Regions from separate parts of the Mus musculus genome. Here all the other regions are linked to region 4. A link is a contact called in public Hi-C and promoter capture Hi-C data. All regions are on one chromosome and are shown on one strand. The core of a region is the stretch at or near the end of the contact, and the rest is flanking DNA. Distances in the headings are between cores, read along the strand shown.

Region 1 (2,700 bases), core at 82-2,581, 2.6 Mb before region 4:
GTGAAAGGGACTTTAAGCCTTAAGAAATATCCATTTCTATTTTAAATCGTTATACAAACAAAATCCCTAGGGGACACACACACACACACGTTTTTCCCAGGCTTAGAATACTGGATCAGTCAACCTTCAACCTGTCAATTCTCAATATAAATCTTCAAGAAAGCAACAAGTTCTACTTCAATTAAATGTACTGGCTGCCCTGCTAATTATGAGTTGGACTCCTTTGCGCCATTTGTAACCTCTGGTGTGACAGAACCTATGTACAGGAAATTAAAAAAAAAAAAAAGTCTCATCCCCTAGGAAGCATTCAACTGTTTATAATTGCTAACGAGTGAAAGGGGGTAAAATACTGCGTTATTTAGGATTCTACATGTCATTCTGAGGAACAAATACTAAATTTGTGAATTAAATCTCTCCTTGTTCTCGCCTCCACTGTTCAGGAGTTGACTTTTTTCTTGCATCTCTTGACTCTACAGGGCCTCATTTCTTTCTCCCTCTGTAAAGTCCACTGTGAGCTGCCCTGTTGAGAGCTACAGTAGGAAGTAAAAATAGATGAGGGGAAATAAGATGGCCAGCGGCAGGGAGACTTTGGAAAGTGCTACAGAGGCAGGAGGGGCTGGGGTTGGTGACTGGCTGGGAAGAAGGGTGTGTAAATCCAGGCAAGGAGGGAAACAGAGTTGGGGATGAAGACCAGATGAAAGGGAGAAGGGAGGCGAGGGTTGGGTATCTAAGGGAGGTTCTCGAGGAGAGAGAGGGAGTTGTGGGTGATGACTGGCTATCAGGGACGATCCCGGGGAGGACGGAGGCCCAGAGCTGATGTACCCGGGGGAAAGTTGAGAGGCAAGGAGAACGCGTCCCGGGCGACTCACCAAAGAGGCTGCCGCTAAACCCGTCCCACGCGCAGCCCACGGCGTCCCACACCCAGCCGTTCCGCAGGCACGACGCGAAGGTGAAGGTGACTCCGAACAGGGATACCAGCAGGTCGCCCAGGCTCAGGTTGACCAGGAAGAGGTGGGTGGGCGTGCGCAGTCTCGGGAACTTGGAGTAGAGAAGCAGCACCAGCAGGTTGCCGCCGACGCCCAGCAGCGCGAGGCAGCCGAGTAGCAGCGCCAGGCGCTCGTACGCGGTGGGGCTGAAGAGAGGCGCGGGGCTCCGCGTGCCCGCCGGTGCTGCGCCCTCGGCGCCCGCCCCGTCCTCCCAGTAGCCCTGGTCGCCACTACGGTTCCCCGAGTACATGGCCCGACGCCGGCGCGCCGTGAGAGAGAGGGCTCGGTGAGCCGGGCGGCCCGAACAGGGTGGATCTCACGCTCTGCGGGCCGCTCAGGCCATTGTGCCCGGGAGCCGCGCCAGGCCCGCCCAACCCGCGCGCACCCGAGGCCCCGCCCTTCGGTGCTAGGACCCCGCCCCACCGCATGAAACTCCGCCCTCCTAGCGTTCTTGCTATCCCACCCTCCCGCGTGGGTCCCGAGCCCCACTAGCTAGCACTTGCAGTCCCTCCCACGGGACCTCCCTGGAGGCCACGCCCTTCTACCTTGCGGCCTCATCCATACGGCAGCCGTTTTGGCCCCGCCCTCCTAAGACTCTTCCGCAGTCTGGCCTGCGGCTCCTCCCTCCCGGAATCTCCTGTTACCCCGCCCTCTGACTCACACCCTTGGCCCCGCCCTCCGGCATACAGCTCCGCCTTCTTAGAACCTCTGACCGCGCCTCTGAGCTGTGGCCCCGCCCTACTGCTTTAGCGGCCCGCCCCTTTTCCCCCCTCCCACCTCCCGGGCGCGTTCCCGCCCAGCAGAGGTGAGTTTCAGAGACCAGTGAGCTCTTGCTCTGCTTCCTTCACCCTTAAGCCGAGGTGGAAACCTGAACAGACTGTACAGAAAAAAAGAGAAAGTAAACTCCCTTACGGAGGTAAATTAGCCACAGCGGATCCTCACAGCCCTCAACGGACTCTAAAGCATCTCGTCCATTCACCCGTTAAGTCACTCACCCTAGCATACACTCATTCATAAATATTTATGAACGCCTGCGCTTAACTCAGTTAAGCATGCTGAATGAAATACTCTCTTTCCTGGGAAGCTATAATAACACCCACCCCCACCTCATACACCCAATAGAAAGAAAACAAAACACTGAAATGCCCGAAGTAGAGCGCCAGCGAAATGATCTCATAAACAGGGAACCTGACGTTAAAAACAAACAAACAAACGCAGCAGGCTGAGTCTCAACTACCTTAGAGCTGGAAGATATGTCCCAGCGTTTATGACAGTGTTCTGAGCTGCCACTCTCAGAGCCCCAGAATAAGGAAGGAAATAGCATCAGAGTGACACCCAAGTCACCCTTCCACTGGATCCCAAGCCTTCTCAGTCTGCAGTAGGTACACCTGATACACAATCCAGTCCAAATGCTTCTCTGGAGGTGATCTCTTGAGCAGTGCCCCGCCCCCTAAGGCTTCAATCCAAATCTAGCAGGTATAGAGAGGATATATTTAGAACAGCACGCATTTTCCACTGGACCTTTCCCCAGCAGCAATGCAAATATAGAACAAGTCAAATATAGATTGTGAACGTCACTTCTTTAGGCCTGCTTTCTCTGTCTCCACTGCAGTCCCCAACGACTACCCACGAGAGGAAAATGTCCCGAGCTGCATGCACCTGAAGATGTCATAGGCACTAATGACTGGTTTGTGGAAACTAAATTGGTGTGCAC
Region 2 (2,700 bases), core at 49-2,548, 2.6 Mb after region 4:
GCAGATTGGCCATCTGCCTAGCCTGGGACACCTCAGTACTCTGTCCCATTGTCTGGTTCTTCCTAATTCTCAGAAGGGGCAGGCGTGTTACTTAAGGATAAGACAAGGGTGAAGGCCCTGAGGCACTGATAAAAATGATGCTGGGGGCGGAGAACCCGGGGAGAGGGGAGGGAGGAGGCTGAACTGGTTTTCCTATTGGCTGGGAGGTCCGGAAGGGAAGGGCTGGACGGTAGGGTCAGGGTGGGGCACTCCTGGAGGGTGTGTCCCAAATGGCTGGGTGGGAAGGTAGCTATTCATCTACCTCACTGTAGCAGAATACAAGAAAGCAGATAGTATGTATGTAGTTTCCAATTCTAGGAAGACTGGTAGGAAGGTCCATTGAGTTCAGGAACTTAAGTCTAGCCTGGGCAACAAAGCAAGAGATTCTGGCCAGAAAAAAAAAATCGTTCCACTTTAACTGTTTGGTTCGTCCATTAATGGAATAAATACACGTTAGAATCTTGTGTAAAATAACGTTTCGGTGGCGTTGGGAAACTGCTTATGATTGGTATACTATAGAAATGTATGTACTACACGCCTATAATCCCATCCCTCAAGAGGATGAGGCAGGAAGGTCACTAGTTCAAGAACAGCCTGGGCTACATAGTGAAACACTTTCCAAAAGTCAAACCCAACTTGTGGCTGTTCCTGAGCCCTCTGGTGCGTCTGGACATGTTTCGAGAAATCTTTCTGGGAATAAACAATACAATTCTAATGGAAGAGAGGAGATGTCACTGGTGATTCGGGACAGCTCCTGAAAAGCTTCGATGCTGGGTCTCTTTGTATACTCTAAAACCACAAGGTGGGGTGGACAAACAAGCAGTCATTTCTCACTGTCTCAGCTGTTTCTCCAGGTCGCCCTGTTCCGGGTAGCAAGAGAAGTCATGCTTGGCCAACAGGCCGTGCAAGCAGTGCTTTAAGGAAATCACTAAATAAATCAACAAATCATGATCTAGTAATTCGTCTTTTCTACCTAGTTCTACTTCGGAAGGAGCATGCCGAAGCTGGCTAGCTGTAGCCTGGTGTCCATGAGGGGTACATCTCTAATAGGCGTTTTGGAGATCTCACTCCTGAACCAGAGTTAGAAACCAACTCTTCTAACCAGGAATTACCAGTGTCCCAGGCAGGGCCAAGCAGACCCGCACCAGCGGAGCTAACAGGTTCCACCCGCTGCGCGATCAGGAGGCGGGCGCACGGCCTGACGGCGATGCCGATTGGTCCGCCCCAGACCCGAGCCTCGGATTGGTTGCCTTGGACACGTGGCCAACCGGAGGCTGCGTATTTGGCGGTGGATGCTCTGGGATACTTGGGGCCTCTCTAGCAGTTCATCTGGTGCATCCCGGTTTGAAAGCTGTTCCGAGCAATTCGGGTCCATCTTTTTCCACGCGCGGACACTGACCCCGGGATCCCCAGAGTCCCCGGATCGGCGCTCGCCGGGATCCTGCGGCCATGAGCGTGGGTTTCATCGGCGCAGGCCAGCTGGCCTGTGCTCTGGCGCGGGGCTTCACGGCCGCGGGTGAGCGCGTGGTCAGCCTTCCCTCTCACCAGAGTGAACGAGTGAGTGAGTGGGTGGGTGGGCGATGAGTGAATGTGAATGGATGGTAGATTTGCATCCATCTGCTGGGAGCATAGCGTCGGAGGCCGGCACTGCTAGAGCTGCTGTTGGCTTCCATTGATGGACTGCATGATTGGGCCATGATCTACAGTTGAAAAACTTTGTTTTCTGTAGGCGTCCTGTCGGCTCACAAGATAATAGCCAGCTCCCCGGATATGGACCTGCCCACGGTGTCTGCGCTCAGGGTAGGCTAGGAGGGATGGAGGGAAGTGGGCAAGAGGAAGAGGCCCAGGAAAAGCGTGTCCGGAGATGCCCTGAGTCTGGCAGGCTCCGACTCTCCTTTAGGGAAGTCATCATTGTAAGCCCTGCACCTTCTCTGAGGCAGCCTTGTGTGGTGGGAGCTCCCAGGCAAAGTTAGTGTCGGATCCTACTGGGGTGAAAGTAGGCATATAAGAAAGGTTCTTTTTGGGCTGGTGAGATGGCTCAGCGGGTAAGAGCACAGACTGTTCTTCCGAAGGTCCTGAGTTCAATCCAGCAACCATATGGTGGCTCACAGCCATCCCTTAACAAAATCTGATGCCCTTTTCTGGAGTGTCTGAAGACAGCTACAGTGTACTTACATATAATAAATAAATAATTCTTTAAAAAAAAAGGTTCTTTTTGTTAGTCTGCTTTGAATTTCACTGCATAGCCCGTGTTGGCTTCTAAGTCTGGAAAATTCTGCTTACCGATGTTGTAAATGACAGCGTTGCTAGGGGACTTGGTGAGTTACGTAGTTTCTTTATTCAATAAAGCTTAATGTCCCAAGTCTTCTAACATCTGGCCAATGTGGGACAGGTGAGCAGATGAAGCACTGTGGATACTGTTTGTGCCTAGTATAGGCTTATGTCCCCAACGCTGTAGGACCCCAGCTATGCACCTCAGAGCCCTAGAGGGGGCCCCGTGGAGACTTGTTACTCCGGTAAACAGCTGTGAGGTTGGGAGTGGGCTTTGCAGCTCTGCTTCCAGACTCTGGGTGCTCAGCTCTTTCCATCAGTTCTCTCTCACCTGGCAGAGAGGTTCGAGATTGCTGGGGTTGAGGGGACAGCCACTTTCCTGGCCATGGT
Region 3 (2,700 bases), core at 112-2,611, 2.5 Mb after region 4:
GAAATTAGAAACGTCTGCAAACATTCGATCACAAACAAGTCAAATGAACGAAGCCACAAACACAGAAAGGTCGAGTCAAATTACAGCCAAAAAAAAAAAAAAGAAAAAGAAAAAAAAGAAAGAAAAAGGTTTCAGCGCCCCCCCCCCGCTCGGTTTGCTGCCCCCCTCTCGCGCCTGGCAGTTGGGTTGCTGTAAATATCTAAAAACATTCTTGAGGTTTGTTTCTTTATAGTTATGTTGACAAAAAGGCGTCTCGAAATGCAAGAACAACAGCCATCGCCAGTGAGCATTCCACAAAGCCCGTCCCCCTCCCGGGCTTCGCTATGGAAGCCGACTGCCCCGCACCCAGGCTTAATTAGCGCTCGACACCGGCCGCCCGGCCCACCCAGCACCACATAAACTTTTGGTTCTGCCTCCCCTGGGTCCCTAGGTTCGGGGTACCGGACCTGCCCGTCTCGGTCCCCGCACCCCGCGCTGGCAACGAGCGACTCGGCTCCCGAAGACTAGCACAAAATGGAAACAATTGGAAACGTATCCGATTCCCTTCCAGAGAGACAAACAGCAAATCGTTCGAAAATACCCCATCCCCTGCCACGTGCCGCTCTCCAAAAATGCAAAAGTTCTTTTTTTTTGTTTTCTGCATTTCATAAGCATCGTTTCTTTTTCTCCAAAAAAGGCAAAAAAATGTTCTTAAAATTTTTTCCTTCCATTTTAAAATGGGGAAGAGAGAAACGGGGGGAAAAAAAATATGGTCGGTGACCAGAGAAGAGAGACAAGATGGTGAAGCTCAGGCACAACTGTGGAGAGGCAGCAAAAAGCGAGTTAGCCCGGGGTGGAAAGCGGCGGCGATTTTACCCCCTTTGCGCCCGAAAAACTGGGGCCTGGGACCCGGAGGCGGCAGTTAAGAGGCTCGCGCGGGACATGGTGAAGGTCTGGGGTCCCGGGAAGGGGCAGCGGGAGGGATTTCACCGAAGAAAGAGGAGCCCGCGGCGCCGGAGGGAGACAGGCTCGACGCCGCGGCGGTGCCACTGCTGGGCTGAGACGGAGAGACCGGGGAGCCGCCGCCGCCACCGCCCGCGGAAGGCAAACTCGCTCCCCATCTCCATTTCTGCGCCAAAAAGTTTGCGGGTCGAGCCCGGGGGGACTGTGGGTGCCTCCGTGGGCCCCTACGAGGCCGACGGCGAGCGGAGCCCGGCTCCGGGAAGGCGGGCAAACGGAGAAACTTACCCCCCTTCTCCTTCGGCTGGAGCTCGGCAAGCGAGAGGCGGCGCTGGCGTTGGAGAGCGGCAGCGGCGCGGCGAAGGCTGCGAACACAATTGAAAGATGGCTGACACCGAGGCTTTCCCCTACACACGCCGCCCCGCCCCGCGCCGCGCTCCAGCCAATCACACACAATGGAGGGAAGGCTCGGCCCCGCCCAGGGCCCCCGCGCGCCCCGCCCCTCCCCTCCCCCCGCGCGCTCGTTCGCTGGCGCGCGCTCGCTCCTCCCCCGCGCGCCGCCCGCCCATTCCTCCCGCCGCCTCTCGCGGTGTGTACAAACACAAAAGACACGCCGAGGGGCCCGCCGAGGGGCCGTCTGCCCTAGTCCGTCCCCGGCCCACACTCCCTCCCCGTCGGACGCAGGCGTTAAGTGAGCCCCCGAAGCCCAGCTTTGGGGTGCACAGCGGGGGGTGTGGGGGCGGGGAGGGCGGCGCGGGCTGCGGACCAGCGCCCGGCCTGCGGGGGGAGGGGCATCGCCCCCGCGCGCGCCCCCGAGGTTCCCGGCCCGTGTGGGGGCGGGGAGAAGGCCGGGACCGTACGGTCGCCGCGCCCCAGTTGAAAACGCGCCCAAGCGGGAAGCTAGCTGGCAAAGTGGAAGCCCCAGTCCCGCGCCCACTTTCGGACCGCGCGGCGCGCCAGGGGCGGGGGACCCGCGGGCCTCTTCCCGCCTTCGCTCCCCGCCGAGCGCGGGCCGGTCCGGAGGCTCGGGCCAAGTCGCCTGAGGACAAGTCGGTCGCAGACTCTAGCCCCGGGAGAGGAGGGGCAGCCTGCGGGGCAGTGCGGAGACTGTCAGCGCGTCGCAGGTGGTGGCACCGGGGCCGAGGGACAGGGCTCGCCCTCTTCCTAGGCCGCGGTTCTTGGTGCAAGATGGCTGTTATTTTGTAAGCCTCTGAGACAATGTGCAACACAGCTGTAGCAGTCTAAGGCAGAGTAGGCCTTTCCACCCCTTCGCTGTTTGGAGGAGCGCTGCAGAAATCTCGTGACATAAGAGTCTAATGTCAGACACAGGAGGCTGAAACGGCAGGTAGAAGGAAAAGCTGTTTCCCGCTTTCCTTCTGCCCAGTAGCTTGGGCAACAGACTGCATAGCTCAAGTTCTCATTAAGTGACCCACAAACATCTGAACCGTCCCCAGGTGGTATTGACCAGGCTACACAACTCTGGGTGAAGGCTTTCGGTAGAAGAGTCACAAAGGTCCCGTAGGGTACTGATGAAGGACAGTAGCATACATGTAATCTGAAGACCTCTCAAAGCAGTCTTATCATGAACATTATCCTGAAACAGATATGTGGAAATCAGATATGAGAGAAGAAATGGATTTGGCCAAGGTCACTGAACTGAGGAACAGACCCTAGAGGGAAAAAAAACAACAACCCAGGCCTCCTGTTTCATTATTATTTAATGAGTGTTAAGTGTTGATGAACACATGCAATCTGCGATAC
Region 4 (2,700 bases), core at 146-2,645:
CGGGACACCGCCCGGGCCCACGTGCGCCGGCCGCGCTCAAACGAGGGGGGGGGAAGCCTGGGCCCACCTCCCCTCCCCCACACGAGCCCGCGTGCCCCGCCGCCGCATTGTACTGAGCTTCCGCCCCGCTCCCCGCGCCTGCCGCCGGAAGTGACGTCACCACGAGCCCCTGCGCTCCTTGCACAATACCGCGGCGCTAAGCCGCCAAAGCCCGCCCGCTCCGGGACCTTCGGGCTTCTCCCCTCCCCCCACCGCCGACATGTGCCCGGACCGCGCGCACGCAGCGCCCCAGCGGCCGGCGCTCCCGCCCGGCCGGCCCCCCCACCGCGGCAGCTGCAGCGCTCCCCCCACCCCGGCGCCCGACATACATAATGGAGGCGCCGCCGGCATGGCGAGCAGAGCCTCCCGGGGCTCCCCCGCCCCCACCCTCCCGCGGCGCTCGCCCCGAGGGGCCCCGGCAGGCCTGGGGCACGGTCCCCACCGCCACGCGCACCCATCACGCAACACTCACCCGCCACCTTCCGCCTTCTTACCTCCCGCCTGCTGTTGGCCCTGCCTCGCCCCTGGCGGCGCCACCGTCACCGCGAAGAGCGAGGTGGGGCCGCTGCTCTTGCCCGCGGCCTCCTTGCCGGCACCACGCTGCTGGGAAGGCTGCTGCTGCGCCGCCGCTGCCGGCGGTTGGGACTGCTGCTCCCCGTGACCGTTCTCGTCGCCCGCGCCCTCCTCCTCGTCGCCGAGCTCGTCTTCCCCCTCCTGGAAGCCCTGGTCGTCGCCGTTCTCGTCTTCCGACGCTGCCTCCTCTTCCTCCATCGCGCCGGCGTCAGCCGCCCCCGCCGCCCCGTTCTCCTCGCCCAGCTCCATCTGGTCGCCGTCCAGAGCGGCGATGCCCTCCTCCTCCTCGTCGTCTTCGGCGCCAGCCGCGGCCTCCTGCTCTAGGCCCGCTCCCGAGCGCCCGGCCGCATCGCCACCTAGGTCGAGACTGCCGTTCCCGGGCTCCATGGCGGGGCGGCCTCCTGCCTCGTTGTCCAGCGCGGCCTGGAGTCGATCCATGAGATCGGCCTTGAGGCCCTTGTCGGAGAGGCGCCGCTTCTTGAGCTCCTCCTTCAGCTCCGACACCTTCAGCTTCTTGACATTAACAGGCGAAGAACTCATGTTGAGGGCCCCGGTTCCCCGCTGACTGCTGGCTCCCTCGGCCTGTGGCGGCGGCGGCTGCTGCTGGTCGGCCCGGGCGGCGGCTGCGGCTGGAGATGGCTGAGTGCTGCTGCAGAACGGACCCGCCTGGTGTCGAACGGCGCCAATTCCTTTCACCGAGTTCGCGAGGCAAGACGCGGAGACTCGCCCGGCGCGAGCGAGCACGCAACGTCCTCTCGCAGGGGCGGCGCCGCGCACGTAATATAGGCGCCCCGCCCCCTGCCGAGGCGAGGCCCGCTAGAGCGGCTGCGCGCGCAGGCCCCGCCCCGCCCCCACTGCGCGACCTCCGCGCTGGGCCGGACCGCGCAAATGGAGGCTCTTAGAAGCCACCTTTCGGTTAAACGGACCCGCCGCAGTGGCCGCCGGCCTTTCCGGCTCTTGAGCCGCCGCGCTCCACCGGCGCTCTGCCTTCTGTGTCCTGGCGGAGGCTCTCCTCCACCCGCCTTCAGTCCTCACCTGGCATTTTCCACTCGAGAACAACCTCCTTTCTTCCATCTTAGTTTAGTTTTTTGGTTTTCGGGTTGTTTTTTTTGTTGTTGTTTCTTGGGTTTTTTTTTTTTTGTTTTGGTTTTTGTTTTTTTTTTTGTCCCTCCGGCTCTAGGTTTAAAAAACTCTTCAAGTTTCCACCGCTGCCCTGTAGAACACCCATAGGCGATTGTTATGCAAAGGTGGTGTTTTGTTTAGTTTTTCCACCATTTAACTGCGTTTTTAAATTTTACAAGTCCTGCCTTGCCAGTCGGACTTATTTTAAGTTCCGCAAGGGCGAGGCCAGAGCCTTTCTTTTGTCTCTTCCCCAACCAGTGGTGCAAGGTTTGGGAAAGAGGCTTGCTGTACTCCACCATGCCTAACAGCCATATAGAGCGGGCCTTGTGTTGCTACTCACCGTATTTTCTATTGACCTTTGAGTAAGCCTTAGATTTTCATGGAAGTTCCCCTCGTTGTACTATAAAGATAGGCCTCTGTCCCCTGCAAATCTGATCCACCAGTTTGGAGACCCTTTAATTACAGATGAGGAAGACAGCCAGCACCCAGCTAGATTATGCACTTTGATCCTCTCCCTGTTTTTTCAGCCACTCTAAACATGTTTGTATACCTGCTGACTTGTCTACAAACTGGTAGTAACAAAAGGCTGGGATTTAGTAAAAAAAGAAAACACCTGTAGTTCTATTACTTGGCAGAGTGAGGCAGAAGTATCAAGAGTTAAAAGCTAGCCTGGGCTACTTAGTAAATTCCAGGCTTATCTGGGTTGAATACCAGACCCTATCTCAAAAAAGAAAAGAAAAAAAATTATGATTTGTTTTCTGGCATTAAATATGTTGTGTTCTTGAAACTTTTATATAGAATTTAATTTCTACACTGGGGCCTTCCTGTGTAGATTGCACCCAAGCTATGCTTGGTGGTACATGTGTATAATTTCAACACTTGGGAGATACAGGTAAGATGATCAAGAATTCAGTGTCAGCCAGGCAGGCAGTGGTGACACCCAAGTTTGGCTCCAGCGCTCAGGAA
Region 5 (2,700 bases), core at 128-2,627, 2.3 Mb after region 4:
GGCTAGGTTACTTTGTTACAACGTTTTACTTCCCGCCCACCTCCTCCCCCACTTACCCTGGGCCCAGAAGGGCCAGCACCCATGTGCTTCTCTTGCTCGCACTAGTCTTTCCCCTCACCTCTCGAAAGGTGGATTTTCCATCCTGCCCCTCCCTCCACCCCAGATTCAGCGGTACTCCCTACTGTCTATAAACTGGAGGCTGTAGCAGCAAACAGCTGGCTGCAAGGAGCCATTATAAGTTCTTTCCACTCATTAAGCAAGAGTGGAATTTTTGCCTGCATTTTACTGAGGAGAAGTTGAAGCACAAGTATTAAGCTTGCCTGGGACTGATACAAGTAGCAGCCCAAGTTGCACCCTTAACTTTCACAGCCTGCTGCCCTTTTCCTGAGCCTGAAGTCTTCCACTCTATTGCTCGCCCAAGAGTCTCATCTTGTCTTTCTCCAACCTGTGCCTCACATTCTTGAATGTGTTCTAGAAAAGAAATGAAAGCCTGCCCTTCGTACTACTTAAGACCTCGCTTTATTCTTTTTACCAAGCCCAACTTAGCCTGGGCTGGCCTGTCTAGATCTGCTCTCACCTCACTGAACCATCTTTAAACTTTTTAGTTTGTGGAAGTCACTCATCCACTCGTTTTTGTTTTGTTTTAAATTCTCCATTCGCCGACTACCCCCTCCTCATAAATCCCTGGAGAATAGACCCACCCCGGAGATCAACCACGCTTGTAAAAATAGTAGTTGAAAAGCCACCGTGGTTTAAATACTAGAAAGTGTTACAGATGGGAACCGTGAAATCTTTCCCGGCTTCTTTCAGCAAGGGAGGAATCCCCATCCAGTTTCATTACACTTGGCTAGTGTCACTTGTGTCTTCCCCAAGCATCCTTAGTCACTGTGAGGCTCCCAGCTCACTACCGGTCTCGGGTGGAGCGCATTAGAGAAAGAAAGCAGGACAGTTCACTAGCCCTCGGCCTACACCAACTTGGTGACCTCTCAAGGTCTCGTCCCGGCCGCTCGCAGCTCAGGTTCCGGCCCGGGCCGCCCGGACCCCGCGTCCGTGACCTGCAGGCGAAGCGGACGCCGCGGCCCGGGCACTCGGTGGGGGGGAAGGGCAGGGGCCGGGGCGCCGGAGAAACGCGATCTGGGGAGCCGAGTCCACGTTACTTTGGGCAGAGCCCCCTCCGTGCCAAGCGACCAGGAACCCAGGTCTCGTCCGCCGCGCCACCGGCCCGGGCCTGCGTCCCGCTCCCCTCGGGAACCGGCCTGCAGTTCCCGCAGCCGCAGCGCGGGCCGCGCGCCGGGAGCGAGCGCAGGCGAGGGGGGCGGCGCGGGCGGGCGCATCGGTGCTGGCGCCGCGCCCCCCGCGCTCGGCCCTACCGGGCCTCTCGGCGAGGCGTCCCCTGTCCTCCTCCGGGCCCGGCCCGGGGTGCGGGCGAGGCCCCGAGGCCCCCTCCCGCCGGGCTCGGGCGGAGCCGGACGGCCTGGCGGGAGCAGGCGCCGCGGGCCGCGAGCTCCTCATTCGAACCTCCCTCGCAGACAGTCTCCGCCCCACAATGCACCGGGGCGGGCAGCCTTTGAAAAAGCGGCGCGGCTCGTTCAAGATGGCGGAGCTCGACCAGTTGCCTGACGAGAGTAAGTAGCGTCTCAGAGCAGCCCTCCTTCCCGCCGGTTGCCCGTCCCGGGGTCGCACCGGCCGAGTCCGGTTGCCGGGCAGGTGGGATGGCCGCCAGCCCACCGCAGTCCCCGGCCTTCCTCCTCAGGCGCTGCCGCCGCGTCGCCGCCTTTGTTATGGTGTCTTGTGTGTCTGTTTCTGGGGTTGTGCGAGCGCCAGCGCCGGAAACCGAAAGCCCGGGAGTCCAGCCTGTCCTGACGGAGTCGGCGGCTGCTCTCCCGGAGCGACTGCTGTCGCCGGCCGGGGTGGGCGAAGAGCGGCCCCCCAGTTGCGGGCGCCGTCCTCCTCGCCCGCCCGGTTATGTAACTCGCCGGCCGGGGGCCGGGAGGGCTCGGGCTGGGCACCGGGGACACAGCCCCTCTTGGTGCCCCGGGCCTCCGATCTGATCCTCTGACGGCTCCTGCTTCTGCAGGCACTTGTGATCGCTCCCCCCGACCCCCCGCGTCCATCCTGGAAGTGTTTTCTTCCGTGTCACACAGGCTTGGCCCCTTCCCCTGGGACTACAGGTGGCCCTGGACCTTTCCGGAGATGATCCAGCCGGGATACAGTGCCGAGGTAGCCCCATTCCCAGTCTCCCTCCTGAGTGGATGTGTCTCTAGACTGTGGGGTGGGCATTACACACGGATGTGAGCACCGCAGCCCATATAAGTATGTTATTCTGCCTGACACCCACCCCTGTTCACTGCCTCACTTCTCCTTCTATACTCACAACCTCTGAGACGGATGTTCACCTGTCCGCAGACAGTAAAGCCAGCTACTCTGCGACCTAAGGACAAGGGAACAATTTTGTAATTTTCATATTGCACACATTATTAAAAGGCATTTTAGTTACAAAATGGTCTTGAAGCAACACGTACTCTGTGGTGTGTATTTGTAGCCCTTGGTCAACGAAAGGTTCGCAGGTGTGGTGGCGCACATCTTTAATCTCAGCACTCGGTAGGAAGAGGCAGGTGGATCTCCGAGTTCGAGGCCCACCCAGTCTACATACCAAGCTCCAGGACAGCCAAGGCTACACAGAGAAATCCTGTCTTGGAA
Region 6 (2,700 bases), core at 91-2,590, 2.7 Mb before region 4:
GTACTGTACATTTATTCTTAAGTACTTTACTTGCATGTGCAATACTCCTTCATTTTTAAAAAGCTTCTAAAAAGACACGTTTTTCTCTATATTGATACTGAAGTAAATTGAAAGAAAAATTAGGGTGGAAAGGGGTGTGAAATCTGCTAACATTTATATTGAAAAGGACGGGAATGAAGAGGAAGAGAGAAAATGAGGCCAAGAGGGAAAGCAAGGAAGGTAGAAAGAAGGGAAGGGAAGGGATGGAGAAAGGAAGACAGGAAGGAGGGAGAGAAAGCTTCAGGGACCTTGGAGAGGAACCAGGAATTAGCACAGCAAACCACTGCAAGATGCTTGTCTCTGGACAAGAGAGATAGGCTCCTAAAGAGACAGAATCTACAATATTACCCTTCTTTGTATGCCCTTGCCAAATCTTTAACTTCATTCTGTGTGATATATAGCATACTATAATGACTCAGCCTTTTTCTAGCACGTCTAACATACTCTCCTACAGGGGCACTATCGGGTGGTGTTTCCTTCCAGTCCCTACCCAAAGAAATGCCATTTGTGTTCTCATCAGAAATTGGAAAAACCAATAAATCTTCATTGATGCTCTTATTTTATTTTAATCACAATACGATCTAGAAAAGAAGCACAACTCACGAATAGGCCCCCAAACCAAGCACTATACGTTTCAAATGAAGTAGAGATGTCAAAGTGATGAGACACCCTCAAACCACACATTTGAGTAGAGATGCAGGGTGTTCACCATCTTGCCCATGGCAAAGCATGAGCTAGATTCTAAAGTCCTAGGCAAGAAAAAAACAAACAAAGCAAAACTCTGGTCAGTCTAGTTACACCTCTAGAAATCCTACTCAGGAGATTATTATGACAGCAGAGAATGTTTCCCAGCAGAGACAGTTAAGGCAACAAGCCCACAAAGTCCTTTCAGGTCAAATTCGTGGTTGTTCTCAGTAACAGCAGGAATTAGCTATGAATTCAGGTCATCTCCCTCTGAGAAAGGGAAGACGCTTCAGAACCCCAGATAACACAAGTTTCATTCAAAGCCACATTTCGAATGAAAACGAAACTGACACACACCACAGAAGGAGAAGAAGAAAAGCCCCGAGGATGCTATTTAAACAGAAAAGGTGTCTCATATGAGACTGGGTTTTTGAAATTTTGGTTATCGCGGTGAATTGTCTCCGAGAGCCAAGCTGATTAGACTTTGAGCTTCTAGTGAGTTAAACACTTATCAGAGGAAGTGAGCTTTGACCAAACCTTGCTTCTGGCTCACAAAGGCTCTGGACTTCTGGCAATAAAAAGATCGCAAAACATCAGCATGTAGGACAGAGAGTTCCGACCTGAACAGAGGTGTTCTGGAAGCTATGGCATCGTCTGATACTCAGGGGAAAAGAGTGGCTGTTATTGGCGGTGGTTTGGTGAGACTGCCCAGGCGTTTACTGCTCTTTGGGCATTTATTTTTATTATTATTATCTCACTAATGATTTTTTTATTGTGTGTGGGTTGTTGATTCTGATAGTTAAACCTTTTAAGGTTTAAATATATTTGCTATAAATATGGTATTGCTTTTCACTACAGTTATTAATACACACTGATCGCTGACATTTCTATGAATACCATGTCCAGTACTGATTATGTCTCTCTACCCTTCCACACTCTTCCGTCTCCCACATCTCCTCAGTCTCTCTTAAAATTTTAGGTCTTCTTTCTTCTTCTTCTCTCCCTCTCTTACCTCTCCCCACCCCATGTATGTGTGTGTGTGTGTGTGTGTGTGTGTGTGTGCGCGCGCGCGCGCGCGCGCGAGTAATTTCCATACGTGACAGAAAATATGCAGAACTTGTCTTATGTATTTATATCTCACTTATCCCAATGTCCTCCAAATCCACTCATTCTTACTGAGATGACCTAAGACACATTTTTGTTTTTAAATAACAGGATTTCATTCTTCTTTACCGCCAAACACTACTCCATTGTGTGTGTGTGTACCATATTTTCTTCATTCGTTCATTCACCAGCAGCCATCACGGCAATAAATATGGGTAACAGCATTTGTTTTAAATTATTCCTTCCAGGAACTGTATTTGATATCCACTAAATACACGAGTGTCTATTTTATCATTTTGATTTAGCATCCCCTAAAAGACAAAACAGATTTCACTTTATTTTGCTTCCAAACATGACTTTTCTTTAAAACAGGAATGTATCTCAGGTCATTATAATAAAAAAGTTTTGTCCCACTCTGGTTAATAAGCCCAGTACTCTCTACTCAGAAGAAAAGGGTCAAGACACATGAAATTAAAAAACAAAAACAAAAACAAAAACAAACAAACAAAAAAACCCTATTAGATACTCACTAGCTATTCTGATAAGTGGGAAGTAACACACTTGCCCACCCAAATTACTTGGCTGCTCCATTGACAGGGTAGTGAGTGGGTCCCTTACTTCTTATGCGAGCAGGTAAGGTCACAAGGCTGTCACTCAGACCTAGCAAGAGGTGAGATGGTATTGAGAGGAGTGTGTATGTGTGTCGTATTTTCTTAGCCAAAGCTAGCTCCCTTAAAACAAGCAAGTAAGCAAATAACAAAAGCGTACATTTTTTTCTCTCAATAGAACTTCAGTATTCTAAAACTGGTTCCAATTAATTGAAATCATCACAGATGCTCTTTAAAATTAAGAAGAGAACCTCTCTACAATCCG

Evidence for each region. Promoter capture Hi-C pulls out the DNA fragments that hold promoters and counts their contacts. A called contact is a pair of places that touch in the nucleus more often than the background predicts. Capture Hi-C pulls out chosen DNA fragments and counts their contacts.
Region 1: a promoter capture Hi-C map of pre-B cells shows a contact between it and region 4, with 4 times the contacts expected there. The contact joins the promoter of Opn3 here to the promoter of Hnrnpu in region 4. A contact is called at or near these places in 1 of 39 promoter capture datasets (pre-B cells), 1 of 115 datasets of contacts at active chromatin or transcription factors (extraembryonic endoderm stem cells) and 1 of 9 other capture datasets (adipose tissue).
Region 2: a promoter capture Hi-C map of pre-B cells shows a contact between it and region 4, with 2.9 times the contacts expected there. The contact joins the promoter of Pycr2 here to the promoter of Hnrnpu in region 4. A contact is called at or near these places in 2 of 39 promoter capture datasets (neutrophils and pre-B cells).
Region 3: a contact with region 4 is called in a promoter capture Hi-C map of adipose tissue, with 2.6 times the contacts expected there. The contact joins the promoter of H3f3a here to the promoter of Hnrnpu in region 4.
Region 5: a promoter capture Hi-C map of HPC-7-derived erythroid cells shows a contact between it and region 4, with 3 times the contacts expected there. The contact joins the promoter of Lin9 here to the promoter of Hnrnpu in region 4. A contact is called at or near these places in 2 of 39 promoter capture datasets (HPC-7-derived erythroid cells and pre-B cells).
Region 6: a Hi-C map of B cells shows a contact between it and region 4, with 5 read pairs. The contact joins the promoter of Kmo here to the promoter of Hnrnpu in region 4. A contact is called at or near these places in 3 of 39 promoter capture datasets (liver and pre-B cells) and 1 of 484 Hi-C or Micro-C datasets (B cells).

Annotation. Positions count from the first base shown.
Region 1 is chr1:175,691,301-175,694,000 of GRCm38.p6, forward strand. It overlaps Opn3 (opsin 3), which reads right to left and starts at 1,332. Exons shown (of 4, transcript NM_010098.3): 1 at 870-1,332. The coding sequence starts at 1,236. Gm39707 (a long non-coding RNA gene) reads left to right here and starts at 1,746. Exons shown (of 3, transcript XR_865748.2): 1 at 1,746-1,791.
Region 2 is chr1:180,902,976-180,905,675 of GRCm38.p6, forward strand. It overlaps Pycr2 (pyrroline-5-carboxylate reductase family, member 2), which reads left to right and starts at 1,299. Exons shown (of 7, transcript NM_133705.2): 1 at 1,299-1,555; 2 at 1,769-1,839. The coding sequence starts at 1,489.
Region 3 is chr1:180,812,244-180,814,943 of GRCm38.p6, forward strand. It overlaps H3f3a (H3.3 histone A), which reads right to left and starts at 1,362. Exons shown (of 4, transcript NM_008210.5): 1 at 1,228-1,362.
Region 4 is chr1:178,336,420-178,339,119 of GRCm38.p6, forward strand. It overlaps Hnrnpu (heterogeneous nuclear ribonucleoprotein U), which reads right to left and starts at 1,396. Exons shown (of 14, transcript NM_016805.3): 1 at 534-1,396. The coding sequence starts at 1,152.
Region 5 is chr1:180,639,773-180,642,472 of GRCm38.p6, forward strand. It overlaps Lin9 (lin-9 homolog (C. elegans)), which reads left to right and starts at 1,378. Exons shown (of 15, transcript NM_001103182.2): 1 at 1,378-1,625. The coding sequence starts at 1,547.
Region 6 is chr1:175,630,853-175,633,552 of GRCm38.p6, forward strand. Kmo (kynurenine 3-monooxygenase (kynurenine 3-hydroxylase)) reads left to right here and starts at 1,341. Exons shown (of 15, transcript NM_133809.1): 1 at 1,341-1,421. The coding sequence starts at 1,368.